2 separate regions of the Danio rerio genome follow, and region 1 is linked to region 2. A link is a contact called in public Micro-C data. All regions are on one chromosome and are shown on one strand. The core of a region is the stretch at or near the end of the contact, and the rest is flanking DNA. Distances in the headings are between cores, read along the strand shown. Region 1 overlaps lrsam1 (leucine rich repeat and sterile alpha motif containing 1). Region 2 holds the start of ntmt1 (N-terminal Xaa-Pro-Lys N-methyltransferase 1).

What was found. Hi-C and Micro-C count contacts between places; a contact is called where the count stands out from the background.
Region 1: a contact with region 2 is called in a Micro-C map of caudal fin, with 9 times the contacts expected there. The contact joins the enhancer-like site here to the promoter of ntmt1 in region 2. A contact is called at or near these places in 3 of 18 Hi-C or Micro-C datasets (caudal fin, embryo and hematopoietic stem cells).

Annotation. Positions count from the first base shown.
Region 1 is chr5:33,487,042-33,489,810 of GRCz12tu, forward strand. It overlaps lrsam1 (leucine rich repeat and sterile alpha motif containing 1), which reads right to left. Exons shown (of 24, transcript NM_001100004.1): 20 at 1,896-1,994; 21 at 1,683-1,814; 22 at 1,080-1,149; 23 at 819-985. Among named protein-coding and RNA genes, the nearest start is that of lrsam1, 14 kb to the right of the region's middle. Within about 2 kb of position 1,495, at least 4 of the 62 cell types and tissues checked have an H3K27ac peak or open chromatin away from gene starts, as enhancers often do. A contact at or near this core is called in caudal fin, where this site is marked.
Region 2 is chr5:33,123,871-33,126,622 of GRCz12tu, forward strand. ntmt1 (N-terminal Xaa-Pro-Lys N-methyltransferase 1) reads right to left here and starts at 1,317. Exons shown (of 4, transcript NM_212898.1): 1 at 1,275-1,317.

The DNA of each region.
Region 1 (2,769 bases), core at 245-2,744, 360 kb after region 2:
CTTGGAAAGTATTAATATTTGGAAGATAAAACCTCAGATGAACAACATCACACAACACCTCACACAGTCTCGTTATTTGTTTAACAAAAATAAAGCCAAGATAGAAAAGCAACGGGTGACAAATTTAGGACAGCCTATGATTTGGATGCCTGTATTTTCACATCTTTTAGACCATTCTGGAGGAGTTCTTGAGTTTCTGCACAGCATTTCATTAAGGATGAGCTCTGGACTTCGACTGAACTATTGCAATACTGTGATTTTTTTCTGTTGTAGATTTGCTGCTTTGTGTGGGATTAATGTCTTGTTGCATGATCCAATTTTGGTTGAGCTTTAGCTGTTGGACAGGCATAGTGTTAACACACACCTGAAAGCTCTAGACCAACAAAAATTCTGCTGATGATCAGTTCAGGCAATTGATTAGCCCTTGACTAATTTTTGTTAACATTACATGTTGTTGTTCATCTGAGCATTTATTTTTCAACCTGCCAAAATTAGATTTTAATAACCTGATATGGAAAATTGGAATTCCAAAGAATGTCCTAACCCTTTTCACATGGCTAAACTAAAGCACTTTATATACTATACATACACAGTTGCTGCAAAGTAAGCAGTGTTAAATAAAATTGCGCTTAAATTTCTACCATAGACCAATGTTTGCTCAAGGGTGTCCAATGGCAGAAAATTGTATCTAATTTGTTATTATTATTATTATTATTATTATTATTGCAATTTTTTGGCCTGATTTTGTCTCACACCAGCTCTTTCTTCCAATTCAGTTAAAGTATATAAGCGCCTTGTAGTGTTGCTAAAGGCCTTACCTCAAGCTCCATGCAGACAACACACTCAGAGTTGAAGCGGTCAGGATTTGGGGTCGTGGGGGTTAGAGGTGCACTGGGGGTCAGTGGAGGAGTGAGCTGATGTGGAAGTGGAACACTCTGAGCGAATGGACCAGCTTCCTCCATCTCTTTCAGTGTTTTCGGCAAAGCTAAAGAGAAAAAGATGACAATGCTCTCAGTCACCGAACAGAATTCACAAATGTCACCTATTAAAAAATATGATGTCCTCAAGATGATTCTTACGATCAGACAGAGTTCGATCTCTGGCCCAGTGGAGAAGAGCTTTCTGCACGCCAACCTCGTTGATCCCCAACTGTAAAGATAGAGATTTTATGAAAGGAGATTATAATAAAACTGTGGCAATCAGTAGTTTGAGAAATTTATTCTGAAACCTTCAAAAATAATCCCCATTTAGAATTCTCTCCTGAATCAATTCTGAGCATAGTTTTAGCAGCAGATGGCGCTGTTTTCTTTATAAACTGCAGTACACTACTTACGTTCAAATTCCTTACAAATACCACTTGAACCAAAAATAATAATTAATAGATGACGTTTAAACGAATTACAGTTAAGAATTACAGTTAAACAAACGAGTTCACATTAATCTCGTGCCATTAAAGCCAACTGACATGACCGATGCACAAGTGCCCTTCTTTGTATCCAGTTAAAACCTCGCGTACAGCGCCATCTGCTGTTACAACACCTCAAAACCGATTCAAGAGAATAGAAATTGTCTTTTGAAAATCTCAAAATCCATTTCCCAATTTATTTTTGTACCACTGTTGTACAATATAACAGACATTAAACTCAGATATGATTTTGAAACATCCTGGAAAGTCGACGGACCTTCCTGAGGTCTTTGGCAGTCATTCTTCTTAAGGCCTCAGCAGTGATGCGGTGGTGAGCTATGATTGGCAGGTAGTGCTGAGCTGAGAGTTTGCACAGTAGATTCCCTAGATCTCTGTCTACCGCTGCTTCCTGAGGAGAAGTAAGAGGACAGCACAGTGTGAGTAATTTTAAGATTTAAACACAGCATCTCAAGGCCTGAGCGGATCTCACCTGCATGCGCAGAGACAGTGGTTTGGCATCCAGAAGCCTCTGATACTGGATCATCCAGTAGTTCTGCTGGTTGGATTCACTCTTCTTCTCAATCTCCATCTGAATCGCAAAGAAAAAAAATTATCAAAAAATATATAAAGGTCTGCTAAAATTTCTTTATACAGTTGAATACAAAACAAGATATTTAGAAGAATGTTCAGAGAAAAAGCAGCCATTGACACTCATGGTAGGAACAAAAAAAAATACTATGGAAGTGTCAATGTTTTTCAAACATTCTGCAGAATATCTTCTTTTGTGTTCAACAGAAGAAAGAATGTCAAACATCTGAAATAAGTGGCGGATGAGTAAATGAGAATTTTAATTTTCGGGTGAACTATCCCTTGAGAAAAATTAATTATATCTTATGTGATTAAAAACAGGGTTGTTTTAATAATATTTTGTTTTATGGACCAAAACTCATAAAGAACAGGACAAAAGTAAATGTGTTAGAGTCTTCTGCCCCACCACATCTGTCACATTCAGGAGGAGATACAGAGGGAAATATTTTACTCAATCTAGTTTTAGAGAAATGAAGAGGATGTGAAACTTTAAATTAGATTCATTTATGTCTCGAATTTATCAAACCTTTTTTATTCTCGAGATCTCCACAGGGCTTCTTACCAGATCTCATCAGCCACTTCTTCATTCAAATTCATGGCTCAAGCTTTCTTAAATGTGTTTAGTGCACATTGTAGCCCCAAAAGCACTGATATCACATAAAAACATTGATATCAGTTTGTCTAATGAAATGAATCTAATCATGTTTAATATATTGAGTCTTGTGTGTTGTTCTGTGCAAAGAAATAACATGTTCTTTTTATGAAATTTGTTATAT
Region 2 (2,752 bases), core at 67-2,566:
GTGTGAGTGAGAGAGTTTGGTGCTGTGCATCTCTCTCGCGCTCTGTGTGTGTACCACGCAGATCTCTAATACGAACAAGACAAACAGGTGACAGTGAACCTCAGGTCGCCTTACGTCATATTTTTTATTATTATGTACGGTAATACTGGATATCGGGGTAAAATAGAGAGGAGGTTTGACGGTATCAAAATTTGGATACCGCCCAAGCCTAAATATATATATATATATATATATATATATATATATATATATATATATATATATATATATATATATATATACACAGAATCAAATCTTAATATATAAAAATTCTTAAATCAAGAAGCATTTTCTAGACAAACAAAATGTCAAAATAAGTGAGTTTTACCTTAAAACAAGCTGAATTATCTGCAAGGTGTAAGCAAAGTAATATTGTTGTTCTTTTTGACATTAGGTTATTGTGCTTATTCCATTGGCAGATTATTTTGCTTGTTATAAAGAAAAACTCACTTAATTTTGAAATATTAATTCTTAAAACAAGACATTATGTTTTGCTTGTTTAGAAGATGCTTATTGATTTAGGATTTTTTTAACTAAAAACAAGCCAAAAAATTTAAGAAAAACTCTTTTTTTCGCAGTAAAGACTTTAAATACTGAGAAAATTTGTATATAGATTAAGAGCAAAAAATCAAGGCAGCCTACATTAATGCTAAATGCATAAATAAATTGACTGAAAACTCAATAAAATCATGAAACTGCTATACTTCAGTATTACAGCTAAACTTTTCCCCTTTTATGAGACCAAAAGGCAGCTTTCACACGTTGTCAGTTTCACACCTGAGTTCAGCTGTCAGGATGCATCACTTGACAGTGGACTGACAGACAGATGACTGCTAAAATAAGCCAGTACAATGTATAATGGCCTTACAAAAATAGAAGATTGAGTTAATGTAGAATATATCGATATCCGCAGCGCTAAAGAGATCACAGTCAGACTAAAAAGCAGATTTATAGTGAGTAGAGCATTAAGCGGTTAAACAAAGATGAAAGAGCAGAGTTACATTTGTATCTATCTTAGCCTTCAGTTCCGTTAACGTACTTACTAGATTTACTCGGTCAAACACGCTCCTACACGTGGTCCTCCTGTCTTTGAAGGTGTCTTGTCCTGTTTCTATATTTGGTGTTGACAAAAGTTACACGTGTTGACACACGGCCAGCTCTAAATCACACGCGTCCACTGAGACTCTCTGCGCTCTTTATGTCTTCAGTCATTCAGACTATGAACACTGACCTACCTTTGCTTTCGTGCTCTCGCTGACTGCCGCTTCTTGCAATCGCTCATGTCACGACTAAACTGTCGAAGAACTGCCCCATGAACAATACTCCAGCTCCCCTACTTCCCAAAAGTAGCAGAAGCCCCACATCCCACGTCATTTCCTTATTTGACCGCCGTGTTTCCCCTCAGTGAGTTGTTTTTATTTTGTCTCCATCTTGTGGCCGCATTTCAAGTTGGGTGTGTAGCTCAATCAATTGTATTTGCATAGTGTTCTTGAATTGTATTAAATGCGGTGTTTTAAGCAATGGTATGGCTGCATAAAGGAGTTAATTTCACTATTAGTGATTTAAAGCCCTTTCTTAAATATTCAAAGATTATACCCATATTTAAAGAGCTAGTTGGTGTTTCCCAGAGATGGGTTGCAGCTGGAAGGGCATCCGCTGCCTAAAACATATGCTGGATAAGTTGGCGGTTCATTCTGCTGTGGCAACCCCAGATTAAAAAAGGGACTAAGACGAAAAAAAAAAAGAATGAATATTATTTTCTGACTCTTAATTGTATTAATTGTATTACTGATTTTAATTGTGGTAATTGTAAAGTATTCATTTAAAGGGCACCTATGAGGAAAATCATCATTTGTAAGCTGTTTGGACAGGACTGTGTGTAGGTATATTGTGTTCACGGTCATATTGGAGTGATAGAAACAAATAAGTCTCTTTTTTATTTCCTGACACTAAAATAGGATCTAAATCCTTCCCATTTTGAGGTCCACCGTAATGTAAGAGTGCGGTTTCCCCTCACAACGGATTGATTGACAGCTGCATATTTACATGTCTCCGTAGTAACGTGTATCATCAAACAGTATCAACAAGACAGGAGGTGCACAAAGCACCTGGGATTAAAAGATCTGTTCAGCTCTCTGTGATCATCAATCATCATCAAATGTGATCAAAAATGAGTTTTACAAGTTTAAAACATTTTTAAAACAGTGCATGTTTGTAATAAATTACAGCGATTTTACTGTCTTTACTTTATCACCACAGTCGCATGTCAACACAATTATAAAAGAAGACGCTTTAATCCCATTTTGAGGCTGTTAAATCAGGTTTGTTTTGTGCATTAACATAACGGATATCTATACAGAAGTGTTTACTAACGTGAATCCTGTCACATTTACCATGCAAAAACAGTGCAAAGCTAAACATGCGCCCTGTGTGTGTCTGTGTGTGCGTGTGTCAACTTTGTAACAACATTTTGTGTGACTCATCGCTGCAGAAAGGCTTGAATTAACTCCACAACAAATACATCAAATAATCATTGGGAAAGTTCCGACTATAGTATTTCTCACAAACGTTACGTGACATCTGCTTTCTTCATGTCTGTCACTGTGCTGTTTATCTTACGCAGCCGAGACGGAGGCTGAGGCACACTCTGACAGGCACGTGGGAACGGTGGGCGGGGAGAACTAGCATTAAAGGCACAGGCCACAAAAACAGC